Regions from separate parts of the Mus musculus genome. Here regions 1 and 3 are each linked to region 2. Evidence: chromatin contacts called from public HiChIP or PLAC-seq and Micro-C data. All regions are on one chromosome and are shown on one strand. Each heading gives the region's core, a stretch centred on a gene start, on an enhancer-like site or on the middle of the called end of the contact. The rest is flanking DNA. Distances are from core to core; before and after follow the strand shown. Region 1 holds the start of Ddb2 (damage specific DNA binding protein 2). Region 2 holds the start of Ambra1 (autophagy/beclin 1 regulator 1). Region 3 holds the start of Phf21a (PHD finger protein 21A).

Evidence for each region. A called contact is a pair of places that touch in the nucleus more often than the background predicts. HiChIP or PLAC-seq counts read pairs in DNA pulled down with a chosen protein or histone mark.
Region 1: a contact with region 2 is called in an HNF4G HiChIP or PLAC-seq map of pancreatic cancer cells. The contact joins the promoter of Ddb2 here to the promoter of Ambra1 in region 2. A contact is called at or near these places in 1 of 39 promoter capture datasets (pre-B cells), 2 of 115 datasets of contacts at active chromatin or transcription factors (large pre-B cells and pancreatic cancer cells) and 1 of 9 other capture datasets (pancreatic islet).
Region 3: a Micro-C map of embryonic stem cells shows a contact between it and region 2, with 5 times the contacts expected there. The contact joins the promoter of Phf21a here to the promoter of Ambra1 in region 2. A contact is called at or near these places in 2 of 39 promoter capture datasets (erythroid cells and liver), 2 of 484 Hi-C or Micro-C datasets (CD4 T cells and embryonic stem cells) and 1 of 115 datasets of contacts at active chromatin or transcription factors (the 230-238 cell line).

Annotation. Positions count from the first base shown.
Region 1 is chr2:91,234,339-91,238,431 of GRCm38.p6, forward strand. Ddb2 (damage specific DNA binding protein 2) reads right to left here and starts at 2,728. Exons shown (of 10, transcript NM_028119.5): 1 at 2,352-2,728; 2 at 477-613. The coding sequence starts at 2,478. It overlaps A330069E16Rik (RIKEN cDNA A330069E16 gene), which reads left to right and starts at 2,808. Exons shown (of 2, transcript NR_015464.1): 1 at 2,808-3,063; 2 at 3,384-4,019.
Region 2 is chr2:91,727,843-91,731,930 of GRCm38.p6, forward strand. It overlaps Ambra1 (autophagy/beclin 1 regulator 1), which reads left to right and starts at 2,296. Exons shown (of 18, transcript NM_172669.3): 1 at 2,296-2,537.
Region 3 is chr2:92,182,500-92,186,617 of GRCm38.p6, forward strand. Phf21a (PHD finger protein 21A) reads left to right here and starts at 1,683. Exons shown (of 19, transcript NM_001362829.1): 1 at 1,683-1,853.

The DNA of each region.
Region 1 (4,093 bases), core at 1,478-3,977, 490 kb before region 2:
TTAAAACTCATGTCCTGAGCTGACAGTGATGCATGCCTTTAACTCCAGTACTCAGGAGGTAGAGGCAGGTGGATTTCTGTGAGACTGAAGCCAGCCAGGTCTACATACAGAGGACCAGGCCAGCTAAGGCTACACAGTGAGATTGTGTCTCAAAACATAAATAAAAATTAAACGCAAGTCCTGGATAAACTGTCAATGTCTGGCCCCTTTATATACAGGCAATAAGTCTTCACTGGCCTTGTGCATCAACTATCTGCAATGTAAGTGAACTAATCCTGGAAAGCAAGAGGGAGAACGCATGTTGTGGCTAGAAGTCTACAGAGTAAAACCTTTTCTCTTTGACTCAGTGTACAGTAGGTCAATCATCATACCTGGGGGTGACCTGATGATCCTGAACCAATTTATCATCTAGTGAGAAAGAGCAATAGTTGAAAAGCTATGTGACCTTTGAGCACGTCAGACAGGAAACATCTCACCTGCTGTAGTGATGACCAGGTGGCTTTGCCCAACTTATGCTGGTAAAGATCCCTGACAATGCTGCTACTCCGTGAAGGGATCTGCAGGCTGGACAACTCTGCCAGAAGGCAGCACGACTCACATGTCCTGCTAGAAACTACCAAAGAAGAATACAAACATTTTCCTCTCCCAAATCTCAGGAAAGGTTCCCCCTGAAAACCCTTTGTCTCATCATCTCCTTAAAAGCCTTTCTCTGCAGTTGAGTCTCACTCAACCCAAGAGAGAAATAAAAAACCCTTTTCCAAAACACTCCTCCAAACAGAAATTCTGAAGTGAAACTAAATATAACCTCACAGGGTTCCTTAGAGCTTTGCCAGAGAGATACACAATTGTGGACACTGAAGACTTTTCTTGTGTGGGATCACAAATAAGTAGGAGTTGAGGGACAATCTTTTTTGTTGTTGTTGTTGTTTTTGGTTGTTTGTTTGTTTTTATTTTTCAAGATAGGGTTTCTCTGTGTAGCCCTGGCTGTCCTGGAACTCACTTTGTAGACCAGGCTGGCCTCGAACTCAGAAATTCGCCTGCCTCTGCCTCCCGAGTGCTGGGATTAAAGGCGTGTGCCACCACGCCCGTTTGTTTTTTTTTTTTTTTTTTTTTTTTGAGGGACAATCTTAAAGATCACAAAATAACATCAGGGCTGGTGAGATGGCTCAGCTGTGGTTAAGAGCACTAACTGCTCTTCCAGAGGTCCTGAGTTCAATTTCCAGCAACTACATGGTGGCTCACAACCATCGGAAATGGGATCCGATGCCCTCTTCTGGTGTATCTGAAGACAGCTACAGTGGACTCATACATTAAATAAAATAAATCTTAAAAAAATAAAATAAGAGCTATCCAAATACAGTGGTGTATAACTGTAATCCTAGCACTCAGAAGCTGCAGCATACTTGGATTGGAGGCCAGCCTGGGCTATAGAGCAAGACTCTGTATTTAAAGAAATACTAAATAATGTCATGAGCAACCATTACTTGAGTGGAAACCAGAAGAATGCAGTAAGGTTTAGAAAAGTTCCAAATTGATTAGGTGGCTTCAAGGAAGAGAGGTAAATCAGAGTATAATAAAAATAAGCCGGGAATGGTGGCACACGCCTTTATTCCCAGCACTTGGGAGACAGAGGCAGGCGGATTTCTGAGTTCTGAGGACAGCCAGGGCTACACAGAAAAACCCTGTCTCGAAAAACTAAATAAATAAATAAATAAATAAACAAACAAACAAATAAATAAAACAACTCTGAATTACCAAGCCCTTCTGGTGGACCCAATCTATAAGTCCTTTTTTTCTCTTGACAACTTTCCTTTCTTTTCATGGCTAAAACCACTCTTATCAATTTATCACATTCCTTATAGCCCCAGGTTCAAGTCCTGGTAAACCTCTGAGAATGCGCTTTCTGAAGAAAGGAGGGAGGGAATTTCAGACTCTCAGAGCTAACATAACCGAGAGGCTATGAAAGGGAGGATTACTTTGAAACAGTAGATGTGTAAAACTTCTGGAACAAGGAAAGTGGGGACTGTGGCTTTTACGGTGATGGCACTCATCTGACTCTTTCTGTCACCTGGGGTAGAGGTGGGGGGGCTGTTCAACTTAAAACTCTCTGCTGTCAATGAACTGGCCAATAAAACCAGTCGGCAGCGTGTGGCTCAGTGGCAGCCCACTTGCTGAGAGAACTGGAGGCCTGGGTTCGAACCCTCGATCTCCCAAATAAAATCACAGCCTGAGGCGACAGAAGCCAAGAACTGCTTCAGAAGCCCAGGCACAAGCACCCACCACCCCAGCTTCAGCCTCTGGCGCGAGCACCCTGAACCCCCGGAAAGCTAAGGCAGCAGCACAGGCCGTACCGGGACCCTGCACACGCAGCTTCTTGGCTTCGGGCTCCAGCTCCTGAGGACCTCTGCGACTTTTGCTCCTGAGGAGCACCGCAACGTCGGGGGACTTCTGGGTTTCTGGGCATTTCTTGGGAGCCATGACGTACTCGGTGAAGAGATATCAAGCTCTGTGGCAAAATAACGAAGCAAGGAGTGGAAAAGCCTCCGTGGAGAAAACAGGAAGGGACTACGTATGAGGCAGCGCCGTCGCAGGTAGCGCAGCTAAGACACCTTCGCGCCAAACGCTCCTCCGGGCTGCTTTACTTTTAGCCCCGCCCCGTCCCCTCAGGGCTGTCCCGCCCCTTGGAACTGCCCCGCCCCCTCGGGATTGCCACAGTAGGGGGCTGTCTTGCCCCCGGAACTGCCCCGGACTGCCCCAACCCCTCGGGCACGGCCCGCCCCCGGCCGCTCCTCCTCTTCCGGAGTAACGTGTGCAGCTCACAGGGAGGGTTTTTTATTTTAACTCCCTAGGAGCTGGGCCTTGGCTTGTGCTGGATCTGAAGAAAGCCGATTATTTGAACCTGAGGAGGGAGCGCTGGCCGTAAACCCTGCATGCTGGAGGCGGAGCCAGGCGGCGTTTCAGGCCAGCCTGGTGTACACGTTCCAGCAATCCGGTGACCTACGCAGAGAAACCCTGTCTCGAAGAACAACAAAGAGAGAGAGAGAGAGACAGAGACAGATAAAAGTAGGTAGTTTATGTCTTAAAAAGAGCAAAGATTCAAGTGTGGCTAAATATTTCTCATTTCCCCCATTAATAATAGGTGTCTCTAGGGCTGGAGAGATGGCTCAGTGGTTAAGAGCACTGACTGCTCTTCCAGAGGTCCTGAGTTCAATTCCCAGCAACCACAAGGTGGCTCACAACCATCTGTATTGGGATCTGATGCCCTCTTCTGGTGTTTCTGAAATGACAGTGTATTAAATAAATAAATCTTAAAAAAAAAAAAAAAGTGCCTCTGATTACCCAATCACAGCCTTAGCATTTGATTCTTTCCTCTCGCTTTACAGATGAATGTATTTTACCTCATACTATAGAAAAGAGCTGTATCTATGGTGGCAGGCTCTGTGTAATTCCCAACACTGAGGAGGCTGAGGCATGAAGAGTTTGCCTGGACTACACTGATATCTTGTAAGGATCAGATAAGAGTGAGAAAATCTGGGGCTGGAGCGATGGCTCAGCGGTTAAGAGCACTGACTGCTTTTCCAAAGGTCCTGAGTTCACATCTCAGCAACGACATGGTGGCTCACAACCATCTGTAATGAGATCTGACTCCCTCTTCTGGAGTGTCTGAAGACAGCTACAGTGTAATTATTTATAATAATAAATAAATCTTTAAAAAAGAAAAAGAGTGAGAAAATCTGGCATGCTATTGCACAGCAAGGTGACAGCAGACAATGGGTTTGCTGTATATTTTCTAAAGGTAGAAAGGTTTTGAATGTTTTCACCACAAACGATATCTGAGAAGATGTGCCTAACCCAATTTAAAGAATACAATATGTGTGTGTCAAAAGTAATGTATTCCTTATGAAGATGATACTTACATAAACATATGTAAAATTTATATGTTTTAATGTAGTTTAATTTTATTTTAAATTAAAATGATGCTCTAGAAGAAAATAAAAAGCTGAACCCAGCACCAATAATGGGGATGTCCTAAGATGTGCTTAAATTAAGAATTGTAGCTTAGTGGCTGGAGAGATGGTTTAATGGCTAAGAG
Region 2 (4,088 bases), core at 1,046-3,545:
GTCTATGCCCCCATCCCATATGTTCCAGTTTCATACACTGTATATATTCTCTACTATATCAGCCATTTCAGCTAAGTACACTGTAGCTGTCTTCAGACACACCAGAAGAGGGCGTCAGATCTTATTAAGGATTGTTGTGAGCCACCATGTGGTTGCTGGGATTTGAACTCATGACCTTTGGAAGAGCAGTCAGTGCTCTTACCTGCTGAGCCATCTCTTCAGCCCTTTGGATTTCTTATATGGCAGAAAAATAAACTTGTACCTTGTTTCAGGTTTGGACTTTTTTGGTTTTTTTGAGGGGGGGAGGGAGGAGGAACAAGATCTCACAACATAGTCCTAGCTGTCCTGGTATTCACTGAGTTGATCAGGATGCAGGATGGCCTCTTGAACTCACAGAGATCAGTTTGCTTGTGCTTACTGAGTGCCAAGTGCTGAGATTAAAGGCATAGGCTAGCATGTGTAGCTCTTTTGGAGTTTTTTGTTTGTTTGCTTGCTTTTTTTGGGGGGGGGCAAGGCTGGCCTCAAACAATCATATTGCAATCTCCCTTGCCTCAGCCTCTAGAAAGTTGGGATTAAAGATGTAAAGATATACAGTATCATTTTTGTTTGCTTATGTCCAAGAAGACCTAATCATAAACAATAATATTGTAATTGCCTTTTCTCAAGAGTAGCAAATACCTATCACATGAAAAATATCTAGAAATAAAATGTACTGATTGTACAGTATGGAGTTTGGCCAGTACAGTTAGGATCAGCTACAAATCAAATATGTCTGTAAAAGCCTGTAATTCCAACAAGTAGGAGGCAGAGGGAGGAAGATAGACTTTGAAGTAATATGGATTACATAGTGAGATTCTGTTTAAAAAAAAAAAAAAGCCAGGCATGGTTGCTTATAATCCCAGCACTCAACTAGCTTGAGGCAAAAGGATTGCTGTGAGCTTGAGGTCAGCGTGGGCTTCATAGTGAGTTCCAAGCCAGCCAAGCTATAGAGTGTGAGCCTCCACTGCAGTCTCTCACACTCCCTCAGGCACACTGCAAATGTGGAACAGGAAGGCAAGCACATCAGAATTTCAAAGCCATTCTTGGATACACAGAGTTCAAGACCAGTGTGTGTGCCACACAAAATCCTGTCTCTAAAAACTATTTAGTGAACTAGCTACGAAGCTAACTAAAAGCACACTGTGGACTGTGGCTTTAGATCCTTGGAAGAAAATAAAAGAGAAGTAAGTGGTTTTTTTTTTGAGAAAGAATAGAATAGGCTGGGAGGTTGTGGTGTTCACCTTTAATCCCAGCACTCCGGAGGCAGAGGCAGGCAAATCTTTGTGAGTTGGAGGTCAGCCTGGTCTACAGAACCAGTTCCAGGACAGCCAAGGGTACACAGAGAGAAGCCTTGTCTGGCAAAACAAAACCAAAGAATAAAAATTTAAAAACAAGGTACAGGAACTTTCCCTTCCCACATTAAGGTGTGCCATTTTCTCTTGGATATTCTTCTAAAGCTGACCTGGAGCATTCATAGCGATTGTTCTTCAGCTCTGAGGGGAAACCAAGAATAAAGTGGTAAAGTCATTTGTTCAACTGGGACAAGTAGTGTGAGAAGTCTCTAAGTGTACGGCAGTCGTTGAACTATTAAGACGAGCTTTATTCTGCTATGATTTATCTTCAATCAATGTGCTCACAAAAGGCTAATTCCTTTTTCACTTAAAACAAGGTCTTTGGTGGCGCATGCCTTTAATCCCAGCACTTGGGAAACCCTGTCTCGAAAACCACACACTCAAAAAACAAAACAAAAACCAAAACCTAGCCAAACCAACCAACCAACCAAAAAAAAAAAAAAAAAAAAAAAAAAAAACAAAAAAACAACAAAAAAAAAAAACCACCAAGGTCTCATATAGTCCAGTTTGGCCTTGTGCTTAACTGACTATGACTTTGAACTCCAAATCCTCATGCCTCCTTTCCTAAAATGCAGGGACTACGGGGGGAGGGTGTGGGGGACTTTTGGGATAGCATTGGAAATGTAATTGAGGAAAATACGTAATAAAAAAAAAAAGTACCAGGAAAAAAAAAAAAAAGCAGGGATTACAAGCGTGCTCCTGTCTCAAAAATTTAGTTCTCTAAATTACTTTAACACTCTGTCACCAACAGAAAATGGCAGAATCCCAGCCTACTCTACGCTATAGTTTAATGATCTGGATTTGTTTATTTATGCCTAGGAAGGCAGCCGGATTTGCAGCAGGAGCTGAGCAATGTTTCGGCACTCGGCTGCAGTGCCTTGAACGATTGCTGGGGCGCTCTTCCTTTGATGTCTGGGCGTTCGTGTGTTCGATGATCTTTTGCGGCGTCTTCTTGGTTGATGTCTCCGGAGCGGCGGCGGCTGTGCCAGGTCCTGGACTGAGTTATCCCGGAGGCCCCGGGCTCTGGCCGCTTTCTTCCGCTGGTCGGTCGAGCGGACCCCTCGCTTTCTTCGGCCTCTCCCCGCCTTCCGTCCGTGGCTCCGTGCGCTCGCTGGCTTTCGGGCCGAGCTCTCACTCTCCTCGCAGGTAGGCCCGGGAGGAGCCTGGGAGGCCCGGTCCCGCATCCTTCCGCCCAAGGCAGGAGGAGACCTTAGCGCCGGCCGGTGGGCGAGCGCGCGGCCCGCCGGGGTGCGCGTTGTGAAGGGGGTTGCGCCCGGGGGCGCGGCCGGAGGGCGGCCCGGAACTGAGCGAGAAGCCGGAAGGAGGGAGAGATGCTGAAGCTGCCGGCCGGGTTCCGTAGAGAGGGGATGTCGGGTCCTGGACGCGTGTCGTCACCCCTAGATTGTAGGAACTTGGCTTTCTTAGACCCTATTCCCTTTCTCCTTTCCTACAACTCCGGTTCCGGATGTCATGCTCAGTTGCACTGGGGACCCCTACTGAGTTCAGCCTCGGAGTGCCCTTTTGAGTAGGTGGAGGCTATTGAAACTAGGCCCTCCAGCTCCTAGGAACGAAATATCACTTATAGTCTTTTGGGGTAGGGAAACCGAGGCTGAGGTAGGGGACGTGACTTTTCCCTGTGACCTCGACAGATCATTAAATGTGCTGTAAGGTTCTTTTTTTTTTTTTTTTTTTTTTTTTTTTGTCTTTAACAGTTCACAATTCTCCCATTTTACTGGTCACTTTTTACTTAACAGTCTCTCATTTGACTTTTTGGAACTCTTCTTTCTTAGAAACATATATTGTGTTACTGGAGGCTTCAGACATTAAGGGAGCAAGTGATGTTTTTGACTGGGTTTGCTTTTTCGAAGTTTGTATCGTTTTAGCAAAAGTAGTAAGGATAGTTTAGTTTTGTTTACTCATAAATAATTTGTTTACTTCCACTTTACTTCTGATTAATACTGATTCCACTCTTCAGCTTGTTCTGAAACTTTCTGCTATGGTGTTAAGTACTTAGTGCAAGATGGAAGATGCTTAAGATGGTTAAGACTTTGAATTCAGGTTCTTGTCTTGTGGAGGTCTTTTCTAGGAGGGAATCCAAGGAATCTCTTTTGAAACTTTTTTTTATTTGGTTAGTGATTTAGTCATTTTATTCAAGAGTTCAAAAGTCTGTGTAGAAATTATTCAAACATAATTGAAGATGAATCATTTGTGAACTTTACTGTTTCTCTCTTTTTTTTTTAAAGATTTATTTATTATATGTAAGTATACTGTAGCTGTCTTCAGGCACACCAGAAGAGGGTGTCAGATCTCATTACTGGTGGTTGTGAGCCACCATGTGGTTGCTGGGATTTGAACTCAGGACCTTTGTAAGAGCAGTCAGTGCTCTTACCCGCTGACCCATCTCGCCAGCCCTCTCTTTTCTTTTTCAAGGCCTTAAGGTCTAAGTGTTTTTGTTAATTTCATTTAATCAAATGTCTTGATCCTAAAAAAAAGTCTTGGAGGTTGTTTGATGTTGGGTAAGTTTCCACACTATATAGAAGTCATAGGAGAGTTGATTTTAAGGGTGTATAGATTGTGAAAATCAGTTTCTGCACAGTTTTAAGATGCTTCAGGCCGGGCGTGGTGGCGCACGCCTGTAATCCCAGCACTTGGGAGGCAGAGGCAGGCGGATTTCTGAGTTCAAGGCCAGCCTGGTCT
Region 3 (4,118 bases), core at 433-2,932, 450 kb after region 2:
GAGCTAAGATTTTTTTTTTTTTTTTACTTTTAAAAAAAATTGTGGTTGGGGGTTATTTTATAACCCAACAATTCACCCGTGCAAGAGCATTAAGCTTCAAGTTGAAAACTATCGATTTAATAATTTAAATGAACCTCCTCAATGATTAAAAAAAAAAAAAAAAGGCCCTCCCCGCTCAGCCAAGAAATCTCTGAAAACAAGAATTCTTCTGATGTCGTCCCCCCCAACCCCCGCCCCTGCAGTTCTCCATGTTACAGTCCTTGGAGGTGGACTAGGCATAAAATACTTTCACTAATAAAATATGACAAACCGCCGGATTATACGTGGCCGATTCCCAGTGATTGCCCTGCTACACAAAGCAGAAAAGTAAATGCCATCATCCCCCTTAGAACAAAAGAACTTAGGAATAAAAAACATGGAGAGGGGGGCAGAAAGCAGCAATAAATAAAGGTGAGCGAAGGACCCCGTCCCCCGCCCCTCCCCGGAGCTAGAGTGGGACTCGGCACGGCTAATAAAGTGGTTCAAGGGTAGTTATTTGCAAAGGGGGCGGGGTGGCCGGGGATTGCATGTTGCATTCGACTTGAGCTTGCATCTTCTCCTGTTGCCTGGACCACTCGCTCCCCCATTGCAGTGCTTCCTCCTCGCTCCTGCCTCCTTTCCACCCCCACCCCTGCAAACTGCTGTTGCACTGGAGGGAGTTGGGGTTGCTCGGGAGCCCCCCAGCAGCTCTCAACGGCGGGAGGGGACCGGGGCTCGGGCCTGGCCGGGGCTGCGACGCGGCGGCGGGCCGGGAGTTTGGCGGCCGCTCGGCCCCAGCGCCGCCGCCGCCGCTGCACCGGAGTTTGGCTGCTGCTGCCCTACTTCACTCTAGTTTAGTTTCACTCACTTTACATCCGGGTTTTTTCCCTAGGCAATGGGTGCCGCAGCACACCCCGTTCCTTAGGCAAAGTGAAATAAATTCGCCGCACCGACACGTCAAGTAGTCCGCCCGCCCGAGCGCCGCCGCGGGCCCCCGCCGCCGCCCCGTGCCCCCGTGGGGGTCCCCGGCGCCTCCCGCGAGCGACGGGCTCGCACGCAGGGGCGCGGGGCGGCCCGGGACCGTCGCGGTCCAGCTCCGCCCGGCCCCCCGCCCGCCCGCCCGCTCTTCCCTCGTCCCCGCTTCCCCAGCTCCAGTCCCTCTCGCCCGGCTCTCGGGAGCGGCGGGGGCGCGCACGGCGGCGGCGGCGGGCCGGCGGGGCCGCGCGGCGGGCTCCCGCGCGGGCGAGTGTGTCTGGGCCTGGGCGGAGGGATCCCCGGGCTGAGGCGGCGGAGGTGCTGCGGCCCGGGGCCGGGTGGTGAATGGGCTGGTGGTGCTCGCTGCTGCTGCTGAGAGGAGGAGGAGGAGGATGAAGAGTTGGGCTTGTTTGTCTCCCACAGTTTCTCTCCTGCTGCTCTGATTCCTCCCTCCCCATTCCGGCCCGGGGCCTGTGTGTGTCTCTCCTGGAGGAGGAGGAGGCTCCAGTTCCTCCCCCCCACCCCCTCCTCCCCACCCCCCCTTGCCTGGGGAAGAGGAGGAAAGAAACAGCCCAGAGAGAGAGAGAGAGAGAGAGAGAGAGAAAGAGAGAGAGTGTGAGTGAGTGAGAGAGAGGAGAGGAGGAGGAGGAGGGAGAAGGGAACAACCTACCATCTTAACACACTAATATCTAAAAAGTGCGAGAGGCCCAGAGCAGCAGCAGCAGAAGCAGCAGCGGCAGCTCCAGCCTCTTCCCTCCCTCCCCATGAAGAAGAGTTCCCTCCTCCTCCTCCTCCTGCTTCTCCTGCTCAGAGTTCCTGCCTCCAGCTGCCAGGGGGGACAGCCAGCCAGCAGCAGGAGGGTGCAGTATCCCAGCTTTTTCCATTCTCTCTTTTCCTCACTCTCTCTCTCTCTCTCTCTCTCTCTCTTTTTTTCTTGAGTAGCTCTATTTCTCCTCCCTCCCCCTTCCCCCCCTCCCTCTCTCCCTCTGTCTTGTCTCTGGTGTTTGTCTCTGGGAAGGAGCAGGGGCTGCTTGCTTGGAGTTTGTTGTGGGGGGGAGGTAGGGGGAGGGGAGGGGTGTGTGGGAGGGAGGAGGGAAAGGGGGTGTTCTTGTCAGGACCCCTCAGTCAACTTGAGATTTCAGCAATAACTTCCCCTTCGGGGCGCCCCCCTGCGTGCCCTTTTCCTATTCCTCTCCCCCCCCCCTCCAGGAAAAAAAAAAAGACAATGGGAATACCTCGTCTCCCCCCTTCCTCCCCTCTGCCCTCCACCCCTCCCTAGGATAGATTGGAAGTAAGTTTATGAGCAGCCTCGGGAGCCTGGGCGCTGAGTACAGGGCCAGAGCGGGTGACAGGGGCGGCGCGTCGGGGGTGGCGGCGAGGGGGCGACACAGAGTCCCCGTGGGGGGTCGGGCTGGGGGGCCGCAGGGGCGGGGGGCGCGGGCCGAGGCCGCCCCCCGCGAGTGCCTGCGGCCAGGGGATGGCCGCCTGGGCCCCTTCCCCACCCCCACCCCCTGGGATGCTGTCGGGGGGAAGTTTTTATTATGGTTATTTAATTTTAAAAAATATTTTTTTGGGAAAACCATCTTGTTTGGTGACTGAGAGATCTGGTTTAAAAAAAAAAAAAAAAAGCTGCGGCTGCTGACGCTGCCGGGCCCGAGTGTGTGTGAGTGAGTGTGTGTTGGTGCATTTGTCTTGGGTGGCCGGAGCAGCGTTGGGGAAATTCCGCTTATTCTTCTTCTTCTGCAACTTGTTATTCCGAGGAGTCCGCCTGCACCCCTCACCCTGGGGCGGCCCTCCCGCCGTCGCCGCCGGCCGGCCGCCCCGGGACCCCGCGCGGGCCGGGGACTCGCAGGCCCCTCAGAGAGGGGCCGCGGCCGCCCCTCCCCCCCGGGCCGCGGGGGGAGGGGCGCGCGGAGTGGGACTCTTTCCGTTTGGTCCAGCCCCGCGGTGCACGCAGTTCCCAACACTTCTCGTCATCCTCTCTCTGCTCTCTTTATTCTGCTGAGCGGTGCTGTTAGGATTTCTTTCTCTCTCTCTCTTCGCTCGCTCTCTTTTTTTTCCTACCTCCTCTTCCTCCCTTGACCACGCTCGCAATGGTGGGTAGCTGCAAGGTGGCCCTGGCAGGGGAGGGGTTTGATGTGGACACTGGGGCACCGGGCGAGAGAGGTCTCCTTTCAACTTTGTCTTGTGGCTTGCACCCCGGGAGGAGGCCACATGCCGATTGTGGGGTGTAGATGTGCCGGGAGTGATTTCTAAGTAGTTGAGTTGTTGAGATGAGGGTACGACGGCTAGTGGTAGACAGGTTTTGTTTTCGTGGGTGAATTCGGTGTCATCATATTCCGGTCATATGTTGAAATATTCTTTGTTTAGGTCTTGAAGTAGAGGATCTCCCTCTGCACGTCCACATTGTGTTGTTTTTAAATGATGTTTCCGGGAGTATGGATTTCTAGAATCACAAATGTGATTTTAAGGTCTCGGCATGTGTGGGCCTCAGCACTGGCCTTGACAGTGAACTTTATGGCTGTGTTTTTGGACTTCTAAGATTTTATCCCATGGCTGGGATGCTCGTTATGCTTTTTCTTAATGGTAGATAATCAGGAATGTAGAGTCTTGAGCTGAGGAAGTTAGAGAGGGAAGGGCATTTATTTATTAATAATTGATAGCTGAGTGTTAGAATCAGATTCATTTGGGCTGGTTGAAGGTTTTTGGTTGTTGTTTTTCCTCCCTTTTTTCTTTAAAGTTGTCCTGTACTCCAGGGAGCCTTTTGGCAGGCATTCTTTCTGGTGGCTCTTTGGGGGCACGGAGAGGGTGGGTATCACCTTTTAGAGAGGCCGTCACCATCATCTGTAGTTTTACTGAAGGCAGGCCTGCTCAGGAGGCTGATATTGAGGCTAAGAAGTGGAGGGCCACTTTTCAGAAAAGTATTTATGATGCTTGTTTACATTTCATGTTTGCTCACATTTGGGCAGTAGAAATAAATAGGTCAGCATTTCTATTGGTCTTTGAAGGTTAGCCCCCCCCCACCCCCTCAAAGTTTTACCATCTACTTGGTTTACAGCCTTGTAGGAAAGAATTACTGATTTTTCCCTGGGAATACTGTTACTTATTTTAATTTCGGTAAGTTC